3 separate regions of the Mus musculus genome follow, and all the other regions are linked to region 1. Evidence: chromatin contacts called from public Hi-C data. All regions are on one chromosome and are shown on one strand. The core of a region is the stretch at or near the end of the contact, and the rest is flanking DNA. Distances in the headings are between cores, read along the strand shown. Region 1 has its middle 25 kb from the start of Gm30474. Region 2 overlaps Runx1 (runt related transcription factor 1). Region 3 overlaps Runx1 (runt related transcription factor 1).

The links. A called contact is a pair of places that touch in the nucleus more often than the background predicts.
Region 2: a contact with region 1 is called in a Hi-C map of muscle stem cells, with 6 times the contacts expected there. The contact joins two enhancer-like sites. A contact is called at or near these places in 2 of 484 Hi-C or Micro-C datasets (bone marrow-derived macrophages and muscle stem cells), 5 of 115 datasets of contacts at active chromatin or transcription factors (acute myeloid leukemia, astrocytes, large pre-B cells and 2 more) and 1 of 9 other capture datasets (bone marrow-derived macrophages).
Region 3: a Hi-C map of muscle stem cells shows a contact between it and region 1, with 1.8 times the contacts expected there. The contact joins two enhancer-like sites. A contact is called at or near these places in 1 of 15 datasets of contacts at CTCF or cohesin (the NIH/3T3 cell line), 1 of 484 Hi-C or Micro-C datasets (muscle stem cells) and 1 of 115 datasets of contacts at active chromatin or transcription factors (double positive thymocytes).

The regions. Positions count from the first base shown.
Region 1 is chr16:93,105,452-93,109,492 of GRCm38.p6, forward strand. No RefSeq gene overlaps it. Among named protein-coding and RNA genes, the nearest start is that of Gm30474, 25 kb to the right of the region's middle. Within about 2 kb of position 2,085, at least 38 of the 459 cell types and tissues checked have an H3K27ac peak or open chromatin away from gene starts, as enhancers often do. A contact at or near this core is called in muscle stem cells, where this site is marked.
Region 2 is chr16:92,607,346-92,611,386 of GRCm38.p6, forward strand. All of the region lies in intron 7 of Runx1 (runt related transcription factor 1), which reads right to left. Among named protein-coding and RNA genes, the nearest start is that of Gm30224, 13 kb to the left of the region's middle. Within about 2 kb of position 2,341, at least 135 of the 459 cell types and tissues checked have an H3K27ac peak or open chromatin away from gene starts, as enhancers often do. A contact at or near this core is called in muscle stem cells, where this site is marked.
Region 3 is chr16:92,738,699-92,742,739 of GRCm38.p6, forward strand. The region is part of intron 2 of Runx1 (runt related transcription factor 1); the gene reads right to left. Among named protein-coding and RNA genes, the nearest start is that of Gm30281, 21 kb to the right of the region's middle. Within about 2 kb of position 1,818, at least 21 of the 459 cell types and tissues checked have an H3K27ac peak or open chromatin away from gene starts, as enhancers often do. A contact at or near this core is called in muscle stem cells, where this site is marked.

The DNA of each region.
Region 1 (4,041 bases), core at 835-3,334:
GTAGTCCCATCATTCCCTGTGTGTTCCTCCAAACTTACAAGGTTTGTGGTGGGGTGATCTGGCCTGACCACACTCACACTGGTTCACTGACTCCCTTCTTGGAGCTTCCCCCACCTGCATCCCAACACTTCACACACAGTGAATTCTGTGTTATTATTGTTACAGCAGCCCCTACAGCTCTTTCAGAAAATCCTTGCCTGAGAGCACTCATGTGGCCACAGACTCACCACTCATGGAGAGCTGGCAAGAGTGTCTTGTCCTCCTTGACCAAGGTGATGCAGCCCCACAGGGATATGACTTTATAAATTTCCGAAGGGGGGAGTTCTGTACACTCTTAGGGAAGTTTTGCAAGAATCAAAACTTGAGACTTGCTGGGTCCCTTGGAAGAATGAACATTGCCTCTGGAAGTTGCACTGTCTTCATGTGAGAAGCTAACCTGAGGTCTCCCTCTGTAGCCAGCATCATCAGAACAAATCTTCTCTGAGAGATGACTCTATGGCACCATGAACAACCTCTGCTAGAAATCAGTCTGTCTGTCCATCTCTCCAAGTTCTCCGCCATAATGGAAAATCTTCTGAGAAAGGCATTAGCCTGCTATGCATTTTTGAAGTGGTTATTTCCATTGTTTTTATTTACACGTGTGCATGCACATGTGTGCACCCGTGTCTGTGTGAACAAATCCCATGTGCACACATATGTTTGCAGTACTCAGGAACACCAGAAGATGCTGTTTGATCGCTGGAACTGGAGTTACAGGTGGCTGTGCACCACCTAAAATAGGTGCTGAGAACCAAACCTGGGTCCTCAGTAAGAGCAGCAAGGGCTCTTAGCTACAGAGCCAGCTCTCTAGCTCAGAGTACTTCTAGAAACACATTATAGATGACACTGTTTACGTCATCTATAACATTTTGACATAAAAGTAGACCATTTTTGATCTTATGAGCAGTTCTGAAATGACTTTCACTCTTGTCAGTTATAATTATTTATTTCCTCAGACCAAGTCCTTAAAAGTGAGATTATTTTAGGTCGAATTATATATTTCAAATCTTAAAAAATTCAGATATCCCATTTTCTCTAGCCTTTGAGAACAGTAAAAAAAAAAATGTGTGGATAAGATCAGTGCCTCAACCTACACATAAGCTATTACATTATTTCCTAATTTTTTTCAGGAGCAAAAGGTCCTTCATTGAAGGTCAACCACCTTTCTCATGAGAAAAATGTTCATTTGTTCTAAAGAGGGTTGTGGTGAGGATGGGGCTTCTCAAATTAGGTCTGCCTTCCTTTCTCTCTCTCTCTCTCTCTCTCTCTCTCTCTCTCTCTCTCTCTCTCTCTCTCTCTCTCTCTCTTTCTTCCCCTAAACAGAAAGAAAAAAATTTTTGATGATGTCAAGGGGTGCTAAGCTGAAAGAGTTCAAAGTGCCAAGGGTATTTAGCGGTCTCCCTGCCCCTGCATTCCCAAGCCATGCAATACAAGGAATAGTCTGAGAGCTGGCCGTGCACTTAATCCCACAGGAGCGGCCTTGGCAAGCTCCTCGGGATCGTTCTTGTAATCCTCAGAAGCTCACGGATTCCAGGAAGCCTCCATGCCTTTTGCAACCCAGGCTTGCCTCCCATGAATCTTCCTGACTCAGAGTTTGCAGCATTTGCTAATTTTCATAGAGCGTCACACAAATCCTCTACCACTGTCTACCCCTCAATCATAAAAGTGCCACTCGGATTTACAGCCCCCCCAAAGTCAACAGAGCCTCCCCTTGCAGGCACAGGGGAGAAGGATCTGGAACCACTTGATGGAGTGCACCTCATAACAGCAGGATAACAGCGTGCCACGTTGGTTGCCACAGCTCATCTGGGTTGAGGCTGCCTGGTCAGTGCTTGGATATCTTTGAAACAGAATCACATTCTTCAGGAGGTGGCGACTGTAACACAATAAACAGCAGCTGTTCCCAGGGCTTGGAAATAATACCTCAACATTCGCATAGTGTTTGGTGCCAAGAGTTAGGTCCCGTTATGGTTAAGGCCAACATAGAACTTCTAGGCAAATAAATACATGAGTAACAATGTCCTGTTAGGACTGGAGGGATGACTCGGAGCTTTAGAGCAACTGTTGTTCTTTCAAAGGATGTGAGTCGCCTCCCAATACTTGCATTGGTCGGTTTATAACTGCCCATAACTCCACTGGCATCTGACGCCCTCTTCTGGCCACAAGGGCACCTGCACACACATGCAGCACACACAGACACATAAATTAAAAGTAAATATAAAGGACTGGAGACATGACTCAATGGTTTAAAGCATTAGCAGTTCTTCCAGAGAACTCCAGTTCAATTCCCAGCACCCACCATCTAGAACTTCGTTTTCATTTCAGGGGAGCTGAGCCCCCTCTTCTGGTCTCCCCAGACAATGTACACACATGGTGCATACACACACATTCACACAAAATATTGAAATTAAATGTACATTGCTCCCATCAATTTCTTTACAGTCTTAATTTGTACATATTACCCAGGAATCTCACACACATGGAATTTTCCATTCTTTCCAATCTTTCTAACGAGCACTCCATCTCAGCATAGTCCTAAAAGCTTTCTAAAGACCCTTTTAAAGTAAAAGGCCAGAGCCTGTCTTGTTTATAAGACACCAGGATTCCAAGCTTCCAGAAAGCCCATATAAGTAACCCCAGAAATAGGTAGTGCATTTAATAGAAATCTGAGCTCATCAATTTTACATGATCCTCACACACTGAGTGTGGAATGCTGATGAGGATTTGATGTTGACAGGAGATTCATTTGCAAACACAAGTGGCTGGAGAGATGATTAAATCGGTGAATAGTTTGTCAATATCTATTTCATGTTAGCTCTCACTATCAAGACCAGTAGCTGTGGCTTTGATGACAATAATAAATAATAATTAGGATATGGCGCTGTTCTGGTTGCAAGCATACAACACTTTTTGTTATGGACCTAAAAAGATGTATATTAAGTTATATGTGTACTCCCAACCCTGACAGGCCAGCCTTAACGAACGTTTGAGGGAGTCATGAAATCCATATTGTCTTATGGTCCTTGGTGTGCAGAGATGGCTTCTGTCTTCTAGGATAAAGAGTACAGAAAGCTCGTGTTGTGCACACCTAGGTGACAGGGACAAGATGGGGTAGCTTTAGATCAAATACAACTGCTGGATGTCTGGCTTATTCCTCAATGAGGACTGGCACCAAGCCTGGGAGACAGTGCAGGAAGTCAAGTGTCCGCCTTGACAGCGTGAGGACCCAAGTTCAAGGACCCACGCTTAAAAAGGTGTGTGTGGTGGTGCATGCTTGTAATGCCAGCTCTGGGGAGGCGGTGACAGTTGGGTCCCTGGGGTTTGATGACCAGTTAGGGTGAGATTCTATCTCACAAAACGAGGTGGATGTACCTGAGAAGTGACCACAACCTTCTTGTTGACAAGCGAGGAGGTGAATTGAAGTGAAAGCATCCGAGGGGGCATCCCTGACATCACAGGGCACCGCAGAACATGCTACGTTCTCAGAGAGTCGATTCTCAAGTTCATGGTGCTTGTGCCGCTCACTAATCTCAGGGACCTTCAGTAGGATGGAGGATATTTGAAAGCAGAAATTGGATCTTTTGGGGTTGTGGCCAAGCCCCAACTTCTCCAGTTCTGAGGCATTACAATGCTTGGTGCTTTCCTTAGGATGTCACAGATGCTATTCTGCGGTCTTAGCTACATAAAGAGATAGGGCTTAATTATTTAACATGTCACTCTCAACCATTAAAATAGTGACTAGGCTCTTGCCAGAACAGATTCTATAAAATATCAAAATAAAGTCAATCTTTAAAAAAAGGGGGGGGGAACTATTCAAAAAGTTTGAAAAACTTGTGAGGAACATCAATAGTTCTACCTGCAAGTTTACTCCATGTAAACATTTTTAAGAAGATTCGTGCAGTGTCTAGTGTAGCCCAAGCCGACCTCAGGCTTACTGTATATACCCAAGGCTGATCTCGAGCTCTTGGGCCCCCAGCCTTTACCTATGGGTAGGCTGTTGGG
Region 2 (4,041 bases), core at 1,091-3,590, 500 kb before region 1:
ATGTTTGACATGACAGATGTCAAACAGTGTGACACAGAGCAATGGCAGATGCATTGCAGGGAGTGGTGGGCGGCATATGGTATGTATCCTGACACGCCGTAGCATATGTACCATATAGGTACCTGTCACACACACTGTAGTGTAAAGTTTCCAATACACATAAATGTTAGATCCCAGGTTGGCAAACTGTAGCTCATTGGCTAAGTCTGGCTGGGGAGAAGTTTTATGTGTTCTAGGAATTAAGAATGAATTTTACCTTTTCAAATGGTTGTAAGACTAAAAATAAAAACACACAAAAATTGTATTTCTACTCTGTTGCGACATAGCTTCAACCTATAGCACAAGTTGGCACCTGTGTGCACTTTCATGGGCGCTAAGTAGCTCCTATTGCTGTTGAGTGACCAGGACAACAGAGTGTCCAAAGCTTAACAACTTCTCTTTGGTCCTTTACTGGGGGAGAAAAAAAAGCCTATCCTCTAATGAAAGCATCAATACTGACTGGTATATTGCTAATATAATCAGTACATTGGCATAACAATATTAATATAACAATATACAATGGCATAACATTAAAATAACTGAGGTCATGCATCCACTGATATGTTGATAGTAGAATATTATATGTTAAGTATGTTATAATAACAATATTATGTCATTGCACTTAGTAGTCAGGTTGGATAATAGAAAACTGTCATTTTTGTAGACTCTGATCCCTTGAAAGTTGGCTAATTTCCTATTATTAGGTGCAGTGCGTGTTGTGGTAGGGACGACGTGAATGTCGGTGATTGACACATCACTTGCCTCTGTCTCTGCCTTCTGACTTGTTCCCATCTATAGTAACCTTAGACATTTGACTTCATGTCTCGTCTTTATCTAAGACCTGAGTCACTGTTTTCTTCTTAAAGGTAATTTTACTTGTGATTATGCTTGTGTGGTTATGAGCCTGTGTGTGTGCAGTGCCCCCAGAGGCTAGAAGTGGGTGCCAACATCCCCCAGAGCAGTGCATGCTCTAAACCACTGAGTCATGGCTCCAGCTGCTGTGTCACTCACTAGCTTCTAACACAAATGGATAGCAAAACTTGTTTTGTCCAGAAATGACAGACTTTCTTTACAAGATTCATTTTGAATTTACAGTTCTACAGACTGCCCTTGCTTCACCGGCTCCCTCTGCACTTGGCACGTGTGCATGCTGCCTTTGAGGCAGACCAGGGGACAGGAGGGACAGGAGGGTTCCCTTGCCAAAAGTGCCACTGCTGGCATCTTTGGGCTGTATTATGTCTAGCGGGTGTTTGGAGACTGATAACTGTTTGGTGGCATCTTCCTTCTTTACCCACAAGATGCCTCTAGTGGCCTCCCTGCCGACCCCCTGCCCGCTACTTTGACATCCAAAAGAATCTCCAGACATTGCGAAATAACTGAGAATGGTTAGGAAGGGATGCACATCCGCCCACCAGCTGCCACAGTGAGTTAGGACGGTGTTTCGGGTAGCTTGTGTCTGTCAGTCAGAGGAGGGCAGGCTGCGACTATACTGTTCGCACCAGCACGGCTCAGCAGCAGCAACAACACAGGGCAGAGGCACGAACTAAGTGTTCAAAATGTTAAATTCTCAAATTCAGGTACAGAGTTGAGCCTGCTAGAGAGAAACTTGAGGGGATCGAAAAGCTTCCTTTGAAAGGAAAGCTACCCGGGTGGATTAATCTTTTTTTTTTTTTGGAAGGCATGGGCTGTGATCAACTTCTTTCTGTTCCAAGCCTATTATTTCAGCACGGAGAGCTCGGGCTTGTGTTCTTGTTTCTCCCTCTCCCCCTCCACCCCCTCTCAATAATCTTTTATTGCTCTAACACGATTTTACAAAAGGAACTCTTGTGTACATTTGGGCTGAATGTGAGAGAAATAGACTCCTCATCAGAGAGGTAATTAGAGTTTATAAGCACAGCCCAAGTCTGCAGCAAATCCCTCTACTAATGAGGAAACCAGGAGTCTGACTTTCAAACAAACACTCCTGTTAATCTTTTCAAAGCAAGTCAGACATGTGGGCAGGCAAAGGCTGTAAACCAACAGTGGCTCTGGTAGGCTGCCCTGGTAGGCTGCCCTCTAGCCTCTCCTCCAGCCAGCAGGCCACACCTCATTCCTCAGGGTTCATCTCTGCGCCCTCACCGGGGACCTCTATGAGCAAACTCTGTGTCACTTGTTTTGCTTACAGAGAGCCATGACATGCTTGAGAGTTAACAGGAAGCTCTACTCCATTTTTTTTTTCCAGTTAGATTTATACAGTCTAGGGAGAAGCCGAGGCAGGAGGGAGAGCATTAGGCACACACACAATCGGCCTGTTGTCATCTGATGCAATACACTGGACACAAACAAGTGACTCTGCCCATTATCCCTCTTGCTTCATTTGTCCTGAGACAAAAAAGGTGAATCCACTGGAAAAAAATGAAGGAGAGGTCACCACGTTTCAGAGCCGTGTCTGAACATGCTCTGCCAGTCTGTCCCAGTTCTTACATGGTAATGTGGTAATGGTACCACGTTACCGGAATCCCGAGTGAGTCCGTGATTTGTCATGGGCATAAGCGCAGGAGTAATGTTACAGTCTCAGCTGCTGGGGGCAGAGTATGTGGAAGATCTGAGATAGTGTGGCGTCTTTCTACGAGAGGTCAGGTTCTCTCTCCCTCCTCCCCTTCTCCTTCCATCCCTCCCTGTCTCGCTTTGTATACGCTCTGTAATAAAAAAGACATGGGCCTTTTAGATATGTTCAAATTCAAGTGCTCTATTCGAATACGTGTTCTCATTTACAGCTATTTTATTTTTAGTTAGGTGCTCGCGCGCATGTGTGTGTGTGTGTGTGTGTGTGTGTGTGTGTGTGTGTGTGTGTGTGCTTGCAGACACTGGAGGAAGGAGAGAGATGCCCTCGAGTTGGAGTTATGGGCAGCTGTGAGCGGGCTAATGTGGGGGGCCTGGGAAGAGCAACAAAGGTTCCTAACCACTGAGCTACCTCACCAGCTCCCCGTGTTTTCATTTTTAAATCCTGTCTAACCTCTTTCCTTACACATCAGCAGTCACACAGAATTTATACATCACCCAACTACGGCTCCTCTATTCTTTTGGCTAGTCCGGTGCACGCCGCCCCCACCCACTCAATTCAGGTGACAACTGCCCCCTCTCCCATTCATGGGGAGACTTTAAAAGTAGGAAGTGTGAGGATTAGAAGGTTCAGCCACTTTCACTGGCAGTGTCTCTCCCTCTATGGTGCTAAGTCTCTACCTTGACAGAGCGCAGAGTCTTGGCTCTAAAGCTTGATGTGGATGAAAGAGGTCCCACCCCAGGCCCCTCCCACTGCCCCCAAAGGATTAAACAACCTGAGCAGATAATGACCGCCTTAAAAGGCTCTCCTGCGTGACTCAGATTAGTATGCGCTGTCTGTCGCCCAGGTTGGCAGCTAGACATTAATTAACCAAAAGAAAAGGAAGAGGGTAAAATAAAGGAAGAAGAGAAATGAGGAGGAAAGATAAACCTTCACGTGGCAGCTCCTTTCAGACAAGGTGTGGAGTCTGTCTGTCTGCAAGGGACAGAGACAGACAGGGCCCGTCTGCTGAGAACGCATGTGTGTGTGCTGAGCAGCTAGGCAGGTCGGGCTGGGGGAGGCTGAAAGCCCAGAACTCGAAGCTGTCACTGGTGGGATTAGAAGGCACATCAGCCACAGAGGGGTCAAGTTCGGCTGACAAGCTGTGGGCCTGACAGCCTCTTCCTTTCAGGGACCCTACCTACCCTCTCTGGCCCAGGTTTATGAGAACACATTACAGGCTTTTGAGGCCTGTGCTCGGGGCTTGGTTTCTAGAGGGAGTTTTGCCAAGTTGAGGCTCACTCTATGCCAGTTGTTTGTCATTCTCTGGTCTTCCCTACTGGGCAGCAGAGGGTCACTTTTGGGTCCTGGCGAACTCTCTCTCTCTCTCTCTCTCTCTCTCTCTCTCTCTCTTCCCCCCTCTCTTTCCTGTACTATTAAATAAATACCTTTCCTTCTAGCTTGTATTGTTGAAGTCCGGA
Region 3 (4,041 bases), core at 568-3,067, 370 kb before region 1:
CCATCTCCTGGGCAACAGATGTTCTCACATTTAAATGGAAACAGGGTCGGCTTTCCCTCCCGTGGAAGGCGTTTGTGCTGAGAGGCTGTGGACTCTACAGAGGAGGTGAGCTGTCCAGGTGTGGTGTGCCAGTGCTCCAGTGGGAGGGAGACAGAACTGTCGGGACCCTGGACTGGTCGAAATGTCTCAACGTCACAAGAGATATTGTCAGAGCAAATGCGTTGAGGGTATGTGATGCTTGCTAATGTCTGACAGGTGGGCAGGAGAGTCAGCACTGGATTCTAAAGCCCTCAGATGTCTCAGATTTTAGCGGAGCATAGAATATCTTCAGAATTTTCATAGAAGTGCTTGTCAGTTTAGAAGTTCCACCTTCATCCAGGCTATTTATGGTGTTTTATTGGGGAGAAGGGGGCAGAAGGTAAATTTGATTTAAAGGCTGAAGTGGATTCTCTGTTTCTTCTTCTTCTTTCCTTAAAAAAAAAATCCTGCCTGGAGCAGAGACAAAGGGTCCTATTGTGCCCTGACCTAGGCGTGCGGTGTCTCAGACAGAGGCCTAGCCCAAGGCGCACCGCATCACACACACATGGACCCAATCTTTGTCACCTAATAAAGACTCATTGAATCAAAGGGCAGGTTATCATTTATTCTGTAGGCTGACTAATGCACCATTCTTCCTTTCAAGCAGTCTTTTCTGAAGACTCAAACAATTAGGCTTTATTATTGTTGCTGTTGCTGTTACTGTAATATTTTAAAAACACAAATGGACCTGGTAATGTGCCATTGTAACAGGGTGGCTGTAGGCAAAAAAAAAAAAAAAAAAAAAAAAAAAAAAAAAAAACCCAAACCAAACCAAAATAAAAAAAAAAAAAACACAATAATCTATTGTTGTGCTGAAATTCTCTGTAAATGGTGGTCCCTGGGATGTCTCTGAAAACCCAGCAGTAACTTAATCCATTCATTTCTCTTTTGTTCTCCAGTGTCAATGTTCCGAGCCCTGGGCACACCTGAGAGAGCTTACCTCTCCGCAGTCACTTTAGACTTCAGATCAACCTATCTCATGGAAAGAATCGTTTTCCTCAGTTTAACAAATCTGAAAAATGGGCTCTGTGTGGATTAATTTTTTTTCTTAGTGTCCAGTTTGACCACTGGCTGCTGAGAAGGCCCGAGAACAAACAGAAAGGAGAGTCATGAGCTACTCCCTGGGTGCGGGAAGGAGAAAAGGTCCTGATAACTCGGCCACCCCCTTCCATCTCTCTCTTATTTTTCTGTAGAAAATACCAGCTGGGGGTTTTACTTCCTTTCACAAGAGTTGCACCCAGTTTGGCTCACGGACGCTGCCACAGTCTCAGAGAAATTAGGGGTCAGACTAAGCGCCTCCTTCTTTCCATGCCTTTCCCAAACATCTCAGCTCTGCAGTCATGAGCTGCTGAGGCCTCACACCCTGCAGGCAGCCCGCATTTCAGCTCTACAAGGCTCTGCTCCAGAGACTCACAGTCTCTAAAGTCACGGTTTTGATGAGCAGGATCAATTAGTAAGCCATGAGTCAGAGGCGGTATTCACGCTGAAAAGCTCGTCACGCCAGGACAGATGAGACCGCACGTGTGACTTTATTCTGAAATAGTCTCCCACCAACTGTGTTTCTGAGGGAATAAACCTTGGTCCCTTTCTCATCTCTATCAAAACAGAAAAGTCGGCAAGTCCTCTCTCAGAACTTAATATTTATCTCAACTATTCCTGTTTCTAATTTAGGGCTAAATTAGTTCTCATTAGAAGGAGAAGTTGGAATCAGTTTCTTCCCTCTTGAGCCTGAGTTCTCCTAGCCTGACATCTTGCTGAGGCTCCAGCGAGACCGGCTTTGTTTATCTCCTCTCAATTTTGTCTCTGCTCCGAATTCACTCTCCTTGTCTTTGATTCTTGGAAATGAATGCTTTCCTATACGCGGGCATCCTTCTGACCTGCCAAATACCACATCTGTCAAATGCTGAATAGACCTTGTTTAAACAAGAGGGTGGAAACTCAGCCCTTCATTAAAATCTCTAAAGCAAATGCTACCCTCTTTCCTCTCAACACATTTTTTTTTTTGGTGTGTGCATTCGATATTAGCATTTAATAATAATGTCTCACTACGTCTTGGCCCAAAGTGCCAAATGGAAAGGCTTCCTGATGACAACCCTTAAAGAGACAGCCAGATGATCGCCCCAGGAAGCATGGTGCCGGTTTCACTGCTTATCTGGCCAAACAACGAGACCAAAAGAAGCTGTACATACCCTCCTGGCCAGAGTAATTCTGAGTTCTTTTTGTCTAGATTCGATTCCTCTGAAAACACATTCCATACTCTGAATGCTGTCTTCACCAAAGGTCTACAGGTGGACTGTTTGAGTAGATCAGAACTAACTCATGATCATTTGATGCTTCAGATAAATATGTAAATGGTGACCTATAGTGAGAACCCTAATGGACCTTATGCATTTCTATAAGATCATCACCCAAAGGAATCACTCATTAAATAAGGTAACTCATCATTTAGCTGCGGTCAATGAATACACTTCCCTTCTCTCCAAGCTACGGAGTAGACAAAGCATCTGATGACCCGACTTTATCCTCCTGCCTCAGTTTCCTTCTTGCATGCTCACTCATGGCTTTATCTACGGCCGAATTGGACACCGAATGGCCTCTGTTGGTGAAGATCATCCTGCCTGCTGTGACACATGTGGCAAGGGTACCCCCTTTCATAGCAGGAAACGTGTAAGAGAGGATGTGCCCCACCAAACTGAAGTACAGCTGCCGTGCTGGAGTCGAAAGACATAGAAGGCTCCTGTCCCCATGTCAGGCACCTCAAACCGACAGCAGCTGGGCCCCAGAGTTCAGCCTTGTGCACCAAGGAGTTGAGCTTTATAACAAAGGCACCAAGGATTCTCTGGGCCATAAGAGGGGCTGGCTGGCAGGGTTTATCATCTGCTCAGCAGTGTCTCAGAACACATCTGCAAGAACAACAGCCTTTGGAAGCAGAGCTACACATCACAGGGATGCTAGACCCGAAACAAATTCTACACGGGTGTTTTTTGAAAATTCTGGAACATTTCAAGTTCTATGATCTTTGGATCACTCTGTTTCCAGGTTTTGTTTCTATTGTTTTTTTTTTTTAAAGTCTTCTTCCCAGAGAAGTGCTTTCAGACTAGGCCAGCAGTTGTGCAACTTAACCGAGCTATGCCTCTCTCTTTAATATTTGCTTTTGTTTTGAGTTTAAAGAGAAATCAGCAGCAATGAGAGAGCAATGCTTCAACTTCATTATGTTTTCTGGATTCTTTACAGTGTCAAAAAATAGTGTTAGCATCTTTCAGCATACAGTTAATGCCAAGTGCTCTTGCTTTGCGCGTCCAGGGGATGGGCACGGGCTGTGGAGCTGTGGAAGGATGCCCGAAGGTGGCTATTGAGAACCTTGTGGAATGGGAGCTGTCAGTAGAACAGAGAACCATTAATGATTTATGAGGCAAGTTAATAATGCCAGCTTCTATAGAAGGACAAGCCCAGAATTCTTGGACCATCAGTAAAGGATTGCCTGTGGTCTACCAAGTGGCAAGCATTCATTAGTTCTTTAGTGTCCCAGTTAAATGAGTTTTACATTCGTCATCAACATCTAGAATTTCTCAAACCAAGTCATAAACGCACAGGAAGAGTAAAATAGTACAAGAGGAATAATTATGATGATTTTAAAAGTTGATTTTCTTTGACAGGACAATGTCCATATTCTTGTATGTCTAAGGACAATAAATTCAGGCATGTGGTAACCTTAAGATAGGGATTATAATTATAAACAGCTTGCACCAAATTCTTGAACGGGTCTCTACATCCTAAATCAGTGGAGAGAAGACACCAGGTCTTTTTGTCCTAGGAGTGTGAAACTTGCTAGCATTTCAGGGATCTCACTGTGAGCTCATTTACCAAGCCTTGGGCTTTTCTTCTCCCGCAAACAGGAACATGAAGGTCTACCTCGGATTTTCATAAGGAGGCAGAGGAATTTTCTGGCCCTTTAAGGAGTGT